Linked DNA regions of Mus musculus: region 2 is linked to region 1. A link is a contact called in public ChIA-PET data. All regions are on one chromosome and are shown on one strand. Each heading gives the region's core, a stretch centred on a gene start, on an enhancer-like site or on the middle of the called end of the contact. The rest is flanking DNA. Distances are from core to core; before and after follow the strand shown. Region 1 overlaps Mfhas1 (malignant fibrous histiocytoma amplified sequence 1). Region 2 has its middle 5.1 kb from the start of Gm35520.

Region 1 (5,537 bases), core at 942-3,441:
CTTGCAGAGGACCCTTGGAGGGGTTGGAGGGGGCTGGGAAGATGGGAGCAAACATGGAGCGAATGTTTCACAACCCGAACCTCAGAACTGTGATCCTCCAAGGAGAAAGCTACTTGAAGAAAAGAAGAAAAAAGAAAAAAGTTAACAGGCTTCTCAGGGATTGTGTTTTCTGTGTACACATGAGCCATAGCTCCAGGCCAGGCGGCACTCAGATTTCAGTTTCTTGTTCAATGTGAAGGAGGGATCAACTGACGTTCATTGCCGTTCCGTAACTAGTGTAAGATATGTATATGTTAATCTTTATTTTTATAATATGCAAAATACATTTAAATTTATACAGTTGGACGCTTCTAGCATGAGTGAACACTGGGTGCAATATTCTGCATGAGAGTTGTGCCAAGATGGGGCTGGTGTCTTTTAGTGTCAGACCTTGGGTTCTTCTCGTAGTCCTTTTGCCCACCCACTCAACTGCAAAGAACAGAAAAAGCTAGCCTCTCCCTCGGAGTCCATAGCTAGGTTCAAGGTTGGTTCCTAGAACTCTTAATACTCCCCAGTGGCGTTCAGCCCATGGAGACAGAGTCCCCTCCCACCTTTTCATCACACCTCCCTGCTTGCTAGTCACTGGACATGGTGGTAGAATGATAGCTGTTCTGTCTCCACCCATGACCACTGAGGCTGAGGGGTGCGTTCCTAGAGGCCAGACGAGGTGACGAATCTCTGAAAACCCGAATCTTGGAACAACTTGAGATAATCTGAGTTCAGTTCTAAATCTTGCAGCTGTTCTCCTGCTATGCACCCCCCCGCCCCCCCCCCCTGTCTCCCTGACCCCGGGAACAGCGTGCATGATTTTGCAGAGCCCTCTGTGAACCTCTCCATCTGATTGGTAGCCTTCCTGAAAGGAGCATCCTCTTTCAGGGCTCCATCCCTCATTGGCTGTTTATTCATGCAGAGCCACTTGGAGGAAGTCTGCAGCCAAGGTCCTAGTAGAACCATTGTTTTGAAACCTCTAGGAGGTTAAACACTTAAAAACAAACTCTACAAATTGCTCTCCAGTGTCCTCCTGGTTAGGGCCAAACAGCACGTGTTGCAGTAGAGACACATTCTCTGAAGACTGTAAAGGACTGTGTTTACATCCGCCTCCTCCGTGTGTTGACAGGAAACATGTCAAACTGACTGTTCCCCACAAGAAAAGTGTGTCAGCTCTTCTTACTCTGTCACCTGTATTCTAAAATATTGACTCCTAGAATGTCACAGCACAGGCAGTTGCCACGAATCTTTAAGAGGAAGGAATACAAGCAGGCGACTGCACTTCTTGAGGCGTTACAAATAAGATTCGTGTTGAATCTGTTCAGTTGACTTCCCTGCCCCCCGGAGCCCGTTATGTGGAGGCAATTTCTCAGAAATCAGAATCTAGTAGGGATTGTCTCTCTCTCTCTCTCTATGTTTTGAATACTTGAACATGACAAGTCCAGTTTAAAATGTCTTTTTCCTTTTAGGACACAGTTGCAGGATGGGTAAGAATCTGGTTGATCTCTTCTGTCATAGGTCTCATGTGTATGTGTGCAAGTGTAAACCAGAGGGTTAGCATTCCCCTTCCTTTGTAGACCACTGAATTATTGGGCAATAGTTTATTTTGTTGTTATTGGCTTTTTGTTTTTGTTTTTGTTTTTTTTTAAATTGGCACCAAACAGTTCTGAAACTGTCAAGTCAGCAAAGTTCAATGTCCGCTATGATTTTGGGTTTACTTCCCAGAGGGCCATGTCAAATCAGAAGAAGGCTCCTTGGGAGAGCATACCCTGCCCATGGATGCTCTTTTCATAAACACAGATGCCCATGTTCTGAATATCTGTTACTTTCTGACAAGTGATGTTGTGTGTTGTCATCTGAACCCTAGAGAAGCATCGTAGATGAGGGAACCTTGGCGGTCATGTATCGTGGCTAGGGTGGGCACGATCAGAGGGTCACGTGCCCGAGAAAGCTCCAGCAAAGCGTGAGAACTTGCCTCAGTGTGGGGGGGAAGGGCTGAGATACAGAAGCCACCTTGCCCCAGAAGAATTTCAGCGGCGGCTGTATGAGAAATTCTGTTTCCTTATTTCACACCTGGGAAGACTCAGCAGCCAGCAGCTGAGGGGCCATCCACTAAGCACAAGAGGAATTCGTTCTACCCAAGGAGCCCCGTGCCTCTCAAATGCGCTCCGAGTTTGTTATGGTTTCTATTCTTACAACTAACGGTATCAAAACCACTTCCTGGGATTGTACAAGTGCTGCCAGAATAAATGTTTCCCCCTTCTAAGGAAAAAAAAACAAAACAAAACAAGACAAAAAATCCGACAGTGCTCATGTTTGACGTGTGCGCTGGACTCTTTTGAATGAATAAAGAGGAAGGGCTTGTTGGGATTCCAGTGGAGTGTGTGTTTTTCATGCTGCAGTCTGTGAATTGTAATTGTGGTTTCCCAGTTCATTGTCCTAACGGGGCAGAAGTTAAAAAACAAAACAAAAACAAAACAAAACAAAAAAAACAATAAAAACACAATGAAATGGTTAAGCCGTGGTAGCTCCAGCATTTCATTATTTCCGGGTTGGTTTGGTTATTGGTTTAGTTTTACCAGTTAAAAGGAGTGGCAATTTTGTGTTCTTAGCTCAAATTTGAGCTACAGGAAGAAGAGTCTGCTGCTCTCATCTGTTTGAGTCCCCAAAGGGGAAAAAAGCTGTAAGAGCCACTGTTTTAGTTATTTTTCACTCCACTTACTTTATTTGTGAATGTGGGGGTGGGGTGGGGAGTGCCACAATACGCATGTGGAAGTCAGAGGTCAACCGTGGAAAGCTGGTTTGCTCAATTCGCCATCTAGCTCCTAGGGATGAGATTTAGGGGGGCAAGCTTGGGCCTGCCAGGTGCCTTCACCTACTGAGTCATCTCCCTGGCCTACGTCTCTCCCAAAACTCTCTTCTCTGTTTCGGAAGCATTGGCTCTGTCTTTTGGGACTGGGAGCTGAACCCAGGGCCTTGCATATGCCAGGCAAGTGCCCCACTACTCAACCACAGCCCGAGCCCAGTACCATCTGTCTGTTAAGTCAGATTTCTTCCCCAATGAGCCATTGTGCGTCTAAATTGGAGCTTACTGATGTGTGATGGCTTTGGAAGTTCCCACTCCCTGGGCTTCCTTTTTAAGGCTCAGCACAGGAATCCTGCCGAAGCTTGTAAATTCTGTCTAGGAACACTCCAGAAGGCTGGAATTACAGGTCCCTGAGGGACCTCTCAGAAGCTCCGTTCCTCTGTCTGTCTGCTTGCTTGTTTGTTTTAAAGGAAGATAAGACTTGAAAAGGAGCCGGGCAGTTGTGGCGCATGCCTTTAATCCCAGCACTCGGGAGGCAGAGACAGGTGGATTTTTGAGTTCGAGGCCAGCCTGGTCTACAGAGTGAGTTCCAGGACAGCCAGGGCTACACAGAAGAACCTTGTCTTGAAAAACAAAACAACAACAACAACACAAAAGACATGGAAAGGAAAATGCAGGCAAACCAGACATATCCAAGCCCTGCCCAGAGGACCTGGGAACCGAGGAACCAGCTTAGACCAGAATGTTCTCCTTCAAAATGTTCTGAAAAGGAACTTTTTCTTTTAGTATTGGGTACCGGGTTCAAATGCACCTCTATAGTATAGTTACCATATACCTCTACGGTAAAATATCTGAAGCCACCTGCCATGAAAAAAAGAGGTGTGTTTCTGGTGGGGTGGCTTGCCCTCACAGCAGAACCCAGGCAAGTTCTGACACCCATCCTTACTGCTGCCTGCTTCTGCTCGGGGAGAGCAGATTTTGAACATATGTCAACAATTCGCGCCTGGGTTGTAGCAAGATACTTCAGAGTTCTTTAAACTTGCTCAGCAGATCACACAACAAAGTAGGTGTCAGTGGTGACAATTAGATGCCTGTCAGTTCTCACAGGATCCGGTCCCTCCCAGGGCTGTCTACCCCCCCACCTCAGTGAGTGCTTTCTGAAGTAGGGACCAAGTTTACAGAACTTCAAAGCCATCCTACCTACCATATGCAAGGAGACAATGTCGGCTGAATCCCAGCACCAAGGGTACCTTTGGCTTATGTTACTTTCCCAGTGATGTCACCTAGGGTGGTAGGCAATGAGAGAACCTGCTATTGTTCTGTGTAGGAAGGGGGTCTGTGTGTACGTGTGTGTGTGTGTGTGTGTGTGTGTGTGTGTGTGTGTGTGTGTGTGTGTGTGTGTGTGTGTGTCAGGGGTAGTTTGGAAGGCAAATAAACTTAGTTAGGTTAGACAACATGAGAAAGTGCATGTGGTAATGGAACCCCATTTAACTATTTGTAACCCCCTTTAGGAAAGAAATATCTTTTATTTTCATATACAAACAATAGTTTTTTGTGAAATTAATACTGTTCTAAACACAGATCCTAAATGAGTGTTTCCCAAGCTGGTCCTTAGAATGACTGACTTCCTCAGTGCCAACACATACCCTGCAATGGGCTCCAAGATTCAGATACTTTAAGAAATAAAGCATTAAATAAAGCAAACCAGTCTTTGTTGTAGGCCTCTGAGAACCTTCTAGACACTGTTATAAAGTATCAGTCCTTGTAGACCAGATGTGAGCATGTGTTTGAGTGTGGAAAGAAGCCTTCTACAACAGTGTGTGGATATGGCCTGTATCCATCAATGGTATCTAGAATGAAACTAATAGAATTGAATATGGGCTAGGAAGAGATTGTTAGACTGACTTATACTACAGGGGCTAGGTAGTCCAAATGTCTGTCTGCACTTTGAAGAGCTTGAAAACCTGGTAGCTGGCTAGCCCATGAAGTTAGATGTTTTCACAGTCCAGCTCTGGTGCAGAAAGCCTGTGGGGTTCCTGGAGAATTGCTGGTCTCCAGTTCCCATCAAAAGAATGGGAATTCTGATGTCCATGAAGGATAAAGGCACCAGGAAGAAGCCAAAGCTTGCCAATCAGTGGCACCCCTTTTTGTTGGACCCTCTTGATAGATCTGAATGAATACAGGTTAGTATCAGAGTACTGGGACAATGGAAACATTTTTCTAAAGTTGCAAAACTGCCATGAGCTCATGTAGATAGCACAAGAGCACAGTAGGGGGCCACTGGTCCAAGAAATTTGTCCTGGGTTTACACAGCTCACAGAAAGTCCAAGCAGTGTGCCTTCTTACATTTAAGGAACTCTGAAAGCTTTAAGAAATAATTCTACCAGCTTAAAATTCCCAATAGAAACACTCATTAGAAGAATGTTCTAGAAGCGTATCGTAAAATTACCTCCTAGATTAAAATTTTAAGATGTGCTAAGCATTTTTAATCCTGTTGTAGTGGGAAGATACTTCATGTAATTCTGAACACAGGAAGCATTCATTTGATTTGTGACAACTAACAATTTTAAGGAGGATGTTCTAAGTATTAGCATCTCACAACGTCTGGCTGCACTGAGACCGAAAAAGCAAACTCACACAACAGACACTCATAAGACATGAAAACAAAATCTTATGAACTGATTTGGTGCCACAAAAGAAAAAA
Region 2 (6,135 bases), core at 830-3,329, 500 kb after region 1:
TTTTCATTTTTTTATCAGGCTTGACGTTACATCAGGATGTCCTCGATGCTGTCTCCTAGCAGATTCACTAAATGATCTAAAGCAGGCTGCCAGAGAATGAGTGTCTGTTCCCATCACAACACACTTTACATGTAAGTGAAGGCTTGTGACTGCACCAATCACAGCATACCCCCACATGTAAATGAAGGCTTGTGTCTGCACCAATCACAGCATACCCCCATATGTAAATGAAGGCTTGTGTCTGTACCAATCATAGCATTGTCTCTTTAGCATCAGTCACAGGCCTTCTGCTGGTTCATCAGGGGACATGCCCCCTCACCCCATCACCTGCTTAGGTAGAAATGAAGTTCACCGAGGCTTGTGATAGCAAAAGCCATCTGGTACAAACTGTTTTGAGTAGCTCAGTATGCAGCTGCACCTTCAGAAGTCAAAGCAAGCAGCTATTACTGCATGGCTTTCTCAAGCCACTCACAGAGGCTGATGCTGGCACAAAGGTAGTCTTGGCCAGCAGCTTTGATTGACAGTCTTTTTTATCAAGACATTAAGGGCAGCAAAGGAGAGTTCAACAGCTGATAGGGAGTCAAACTAGCCTATCCCCCATAGTCTTGCTTATTTACAGGAAGTGGGGCATCAGCCATACTTTTTTTGGGGGGGGGGAGGCTTTAAGACAGGGTTTCTCTGTGTAACCCTGGCTGTCCTGGAACTCACTCTGTAGACCATGTTGGCCTCAAACTCAGAAATCCCCCTGTCTCTACCTCCCAAGTGCTGGGATTAAAGGCATGTTCCACCACTGCCCAGTGACATCAGCCAAACTTATATTAAGAACACCAACGTCAATAGTAATTTTAATGGATTTTTAACGGGGCTTTCAAAGTGCTTAAACATGTGTCAATGAAGTATACCTGGATGGAAGATTCTTTCCAAGACAAGGTGCATATTAAATATCCTTACCTTGAGAGAAACTTCAGTGACTACCACAAACAGTCATCAGCGGACCCCATACCCATGTCCTGTGAGACCTAGAGCATCTTGTTAGGATTACTTGACTGCTTTGGTCTTCCTTCTCATTCTTTCTCTTTCTGTAGCCTGGACACGGTTAGCCTATTTTTACTAGGAAACAGCTTCTGGATGCAACAAAGATCTGACGGAAGCAAAATGGATCTTAGAAGACTCTTGTAGAACAAGTAGGAGATGGGCAGAAAACTGAGGCAACTTGCCTATAGAAAAGCCACAAAAGGCTGTCTTAGTTAGGCTTTCTATGGGTATGAAGAGACACCATGACAGTGGCAGCTTTTATAAAGGAAAACATTTCATTGGGGGCTCTGGGATGGTTTGTATATGCTTGACCTGGGGAGAGGCACTTAGAGGGTGTGGCCCTGTTGAAGTAGGTATGGCCTTGTTGGAGTAGGTATGCCACTGTGGGTGTGGGCTTTAACACCCTCATCCTAGCTGCCTGGAAGTCAGTATTCTGCTAGTAGCCTTCAGATGAAGATCTCCTCCACCATGCCTGACTGGATGCTGCCATGTTCCTGCCTCGATGATGATGGACTGAACCTCTGAACCTGTAAGCCAGCCCCAGTTGAATGTTGTTCTGTATAAGAGTTGCCTTGGTCATGCTGTCTGTTCACAGCAGTAAAACCCTAACTAAGACACTGGGTCTGACTTGAGCAAATGAAACCTCAAAGCCCATCCGAAGTGATACACTTCCTCCCATAAGGCCAGACTTCCTAACAGTGGTGCTTCCTGTGAGCCTCGGGGTGCCATTTTCATTCAAAACACCCCAGAGGTGTATAAAGACTTTCTTGGGCAGACCAACATGTTCTCTGTGCATACAGATAGCCAACCAGATCTAACATAGGCGAGACCCAAACTTTTTCATATGCCTAGAACCTGAGCATGGTGAGAATCCCACCTGAGAACCTGTCACAGCGCTGTTCCTCCTCGGTGACAAGCTTAGTTTGAACGAAGAAAGATCTTGCCTGGAAGAAAAGGCAAGGCGTGGCTCTCTCTGTGCTACTCATGGTTGTGGTGGGACTAGGGGAAAGTAGAAGAGATTCTGCGAAATGTTCTAACCACAAGGGTATCAAAAATAGAATGTTTGCTGTATGTGTGACTTGAAAACCACAGGTTGAAATTTGACGCTCTTAGCTGATAGGTTCCTTTGGGTGGTCTCGTTCCCAGGTTACTTGGAGATTGATCAGCCTCTAAATCCAACTTCCCTCCCAGGTAAGAAGGAAGACATAGGCCACTGAGCGGAAGATCCAGCAGAACCATGGCGGTAGCGTGTTGTACAGAGAGGTGGTAGATATTGGAGTTATGCCTAATCCATTTAAAGGGAAAGTACAGTGGTTTGGGAGGATGGCAGCGAAGGGGAGGCTATGAGTGCTGGCTGGATTGATTTAAGGAAGAGCCAAGTGAGAGCCCAGTGTGGTGTTGCATGCCTTTACAGTGAAAGGCAGGCTGACCTCTGTGGGCTTGATCTACACCGGGAGTTCGAGGTCAGCCAGGTCTACAGAGAAAGACAGAGAGAGGGAGAGAGAGAGAGAGAGGGGGAGAGAGAGAGAGAGAGAGGGAGAGAGAGAGAGAGAGACACAGACTCAGTGACTGGATATGTATTCTGTGAAGACAGAGTTGTTGGGAGTATACTGATGGTAACACAGAGAACCATGGAGACATCCCTGTCCCTGAGAAATATGGGGAACAGAGAAAAATCAGTCTAACAGTCTCGATATACTTGAAGGAATCCTGGCACATTGGAGTAGGAGAGGAACCTCTGAGTCCAGGGCTCTGCACATCTTGATTGATGGACAAAGCCTGCCCTTCCCATGATGCTTCCCTAGCTTAGCCCCACCTCCATACAAGAGTGAGGTCCTGCAGCCTCAGGGACACCTCTGGAGAACTTGGTTCTAGTTAAAGACAGCTAACTATCTTATATTGAGCGTGGAATGCCACTTCAGTCCTGGTCAGATAATTTCTTCTGTTAAACGAGAACATTTAGACCTGTACATGTTAGGTGATATTTAGAGCTTCTTCATCTTCAAATATCTGGAAGCTAAATTGCAAATTAAAAATACAGCCTTGGTCACTTAAATGATTTTGTACCAGAGTTTGAAGCTAGGGCATTACACATGCCAAGTAAATATTCTACCACCGATCTATACCTCCAAACCCATGTTAATCTTTTATTTTGAGGCAGTCTTGTTTGATATGAGTTCACTCTGTAGCCCAGGCAGGCCTTGACCTTGTGATCCTTCCTGCCTCTTGATCTCAAGATGTGTGATGACAGTTCTGTGGCACCAGGTCCAGGTAGAACGTTTTGAAAAGAAAATAGCTTTTGAGTTGTAACATTGTTAGGAAAAATGTTTAAAGTGGGGGGGGGGAGAGGAGGAAAGGGGAAGAGGGAGGGGGAAATGAGGAAGAGGGGGAGAGGGAGGGAGGGAGGGAGAGAGAGAGAAATATGGGGAGGAGGGAGGAAAGGGGAAGAGGGGGAGAGGGAGGGGGAAATGGGGAAGAAGGGGAGAGGGAGGGAGAGAAGAGAGAAGGGAGGGAGGGAGAAAGAGAGAGAGGGGGAGGGAGGAGAGAGGGGGGAGGGAGGGAGAGGGGGAGAGGGAGGGGGAGAGAGAGAGAGAGAGAGAGAGAGAGGCGCGGGTGGTGAGGTGTGTTCACTGTTTAGCCTTGACTGTCCTGTAACTCACTAGTAGACCAGACTGGCTTTGAACTAGGAGATCCACCTGCCTCTGCCTCCTGCCCACATGCTGGAATTAAATATGGGTGCCTCCATGCCCTGCCTTTGCCTGGACTTTTAAATATCTTAATCTCCATCACACACGGGATACACCACATTTCCTTTTCAACCCTGGCAGCAGTCTTTCTCACACTCCCTCGCATACTTGAGTCACCTGTGGGGGTTACAGAGCAGCTCTGACTCAGCAGACCAGGGCAGGGCTGGAGAGTCTCTGGCCCCACCAGGCAGAGTACGCATGCACCAGTCTGCGCCCACGCTCCTGCAGCCTGCTCGCTCTGCAGTGTCAGTAGACCTCTGGTGGCCACATTCGAAATGTGCATTGTTACACTCGATTTTTTTTTCTTTTTTCTTCTGAAAATATTAAATGCTATGTCTCCCCAAAGCCAGCAACTCTACCAGTCTTGTTATTGGCAAAGCAAACAGGGTTTGTTGATTTGAACTCTAACTACCACAGTATTGAAACAGCCAATGTAACATTAGTTTGGACTCTTGATTTAGGTTTTGGTGTCACTCCAGAGAGGCCACATAGCCAGTTAGTGATCATCAAAGAAGGGGCACGCTTAGTCTACATAAATATTAAAGTGAATGTACTTTCTATAAAAGAATACAGGAAAGCAGTCCAGTAGAAGGCTTTATGTGGAGTAATGAATGACTTAAAAGGGCCTTCTTTATTAGTATTGAAAAAGAAAACCTCAGTCTTTTAATTTGACTCACCTTCTCCTGCCAGGGGTTGCCTTAAGTTGTATTTCTTATTAGGTGTTCTCTAATTTAGCCCTTCTATGAAGCAGACTAACCTGCTCTTTAATTAGAAAAATCGAGAGCAGTTTTATAGTAATTTTAAATTTCTGGGTTTTTTTTTTTTTTGGCTAATTTCCATCTATGCTACTGAAACAGAAAACAGAAACGCTGTCCACAGTTCAGATGAGATGTGTCTATCAGCATCCGAGAGACTCCGTTTTAAGAAACACTGCATTTTTTTCCTGTTTTTCTTCTAGCTGCAAACATTTTTTTTTTAATTTCGAATGTCAATAGACATATTTCCTGGTCCTGCCATGTACTTAGATAAATGTTCCAGAAGCCAACTCAGTTTTTTTTTTCCCAAATAACCAGAAAATGACTATCACTCTAGAGTGGGAACATCTGGCCCAAGAATGTTCACGATCTCTTAGCCCCAGGGCAATCCAACTGAAAACTTGTAAATTAACATCAATCTTAACTTGACTTTGATGGAAACTTCTCGTTTTATGCTTGAGCCGACTCAGCAGAACACAGTCCCCTGCAGATGCCGGGCATCAGTGCATTTGCTCATAGAAACTTCCTTGAGTGGAGAAATGTCCAGTGCTCTTGCGTAGGGCACATCAAGTGAGATCCCAGGGTGCTTTGCGATTTTTGCTGACTTTTCATAATCTTAGTAAAGTGTGTTGCTAAGGTTTCAAAGACGGGTGCTAAAATGAGTTTTCTTTTTTAAATTAATTTATTGATTTGTTTATTTACATTCCACACACTGCCCTTCTCCCAGCCCCCCAGAGTCCCTCCCTCTATCCCACCTCCCCTTTGCCTCTGAGATGGTGCCCCCCCCCATATCTCCCTACTCTGATGCATCAAATCCCTGCAGGATTAGGCACATCCTCTCCCATGAGGCCAGACAAGGCAGCCCTCTGCTACGTATGTGCCTGGGGCTTTGGTCCAGCCAGCCCTTGTATGCTCTTTGGTGGATGGCTCAGTTAGAAGTTTTATATGCTTATTTAAAACTCCTTTTCAGCCTTATAAAATAACCTGGCACTTATGAGAACTGTCTGTACAGTCCAATTCAAATGTTTCTGGTTGGAATTACAGTAGGAAAGGTTTTTCTTAGCACAGGTTTAATGAGATACATAATAAATGGTTAGGTATAGCTATTTCTACATCCATAGAGTCTATAAAGTCACACATGCCTTTATATGAATCTGTGAATCAGGGATCTGCCTGTGGTCGGTGGATTTAACCAGACTTTACCTGGGAAGAAACCCTGAAGCCACTAGTTTATCCACACTAAGCCTTTCATTGTATAGCAAAATGTCTGCAGGACGGGCTACTGTGCCTACAGGCAGGGTTTGCTTAATGTTTGACTTTTTCATTACAATGTGATATAAGGAAGAACGGAGCCTCAATAGACGCCTTTCCAAATAAAGAGCTCTTTATAGTTAGTTAGACTGCACTTTAAATTTCAACTTAAGGCTGAAGATAAAAGTTGGATCTAGAATGTTTGTCCCGTGGTCGCTAAAGCCCTCTGCTTGACACCCTCCATTGGAAACAAAAGAGTTCTCTCTCTGATAATTCTAATCCCCCCTCCATTCATGTCTTTCATCTTGGGGAGTTCCATTGCGTGAAGGAGCCAACATAAAGGTAAT

The links. ChIA-PET counts read pairs in DNA pulled down with a chosen protein or histone mark.
Region 2: an RNA polymerase II ChIA-PET map of memory CD8 T cells shows a contact between it and region 1, with 26 read pairs. The contact joins two enhancer-like sites. A contact is called at or near these places in 2 of 484 Hi-C or Micro-C datasets (CD4 T cells and CD8 T cells) and 3 of 115 datasets of contacts at active chromatin or transcription factors (large pre-B cells, memory CD8 T cells and pancreatic cancer cells).

What each region holds. Positions count from the first base shown.
Region 1 is chr8:35,676,905-35,682,441 of GRCm38.p6, forward strand. It overlaps Mfhas1 (malignant fibrous histiocytoma amplified sequence 1), which reads left to right. Exons shown (of 3, transcript NM_001081279.2): 3 at 1-2,545. Among named protein-coding and RNA genes, the nearest start is that of 1700015I17Rik, 40 kb to the right of the region's middle. Within about 2 kb of position 2,192, at least 53 of the 459 cell types and tissues checked have an H3K27ac peak or open chromatin away from gene starts, as enhancers often do. A contact at or near this core is called in memory CD8 T cells, where this site is marked.
Region 2 is chr8:36,180,337-36,186,471 of GRCm38.p6, forward strand. No RefSeq gene overlaps it. Among named protein-coding and RNA genes, the nearest start is that of Gm35520, 5.1 kb to the right of the region's middle. Within about 2 kb of position 2,080, at least 59 of the 459 cell types and tissues checked have an H3K27ac peak or open chromatin away from gene starts, as enhancers often do. A contact at or near this core is called in memory CD8 T cells, where this site is marked.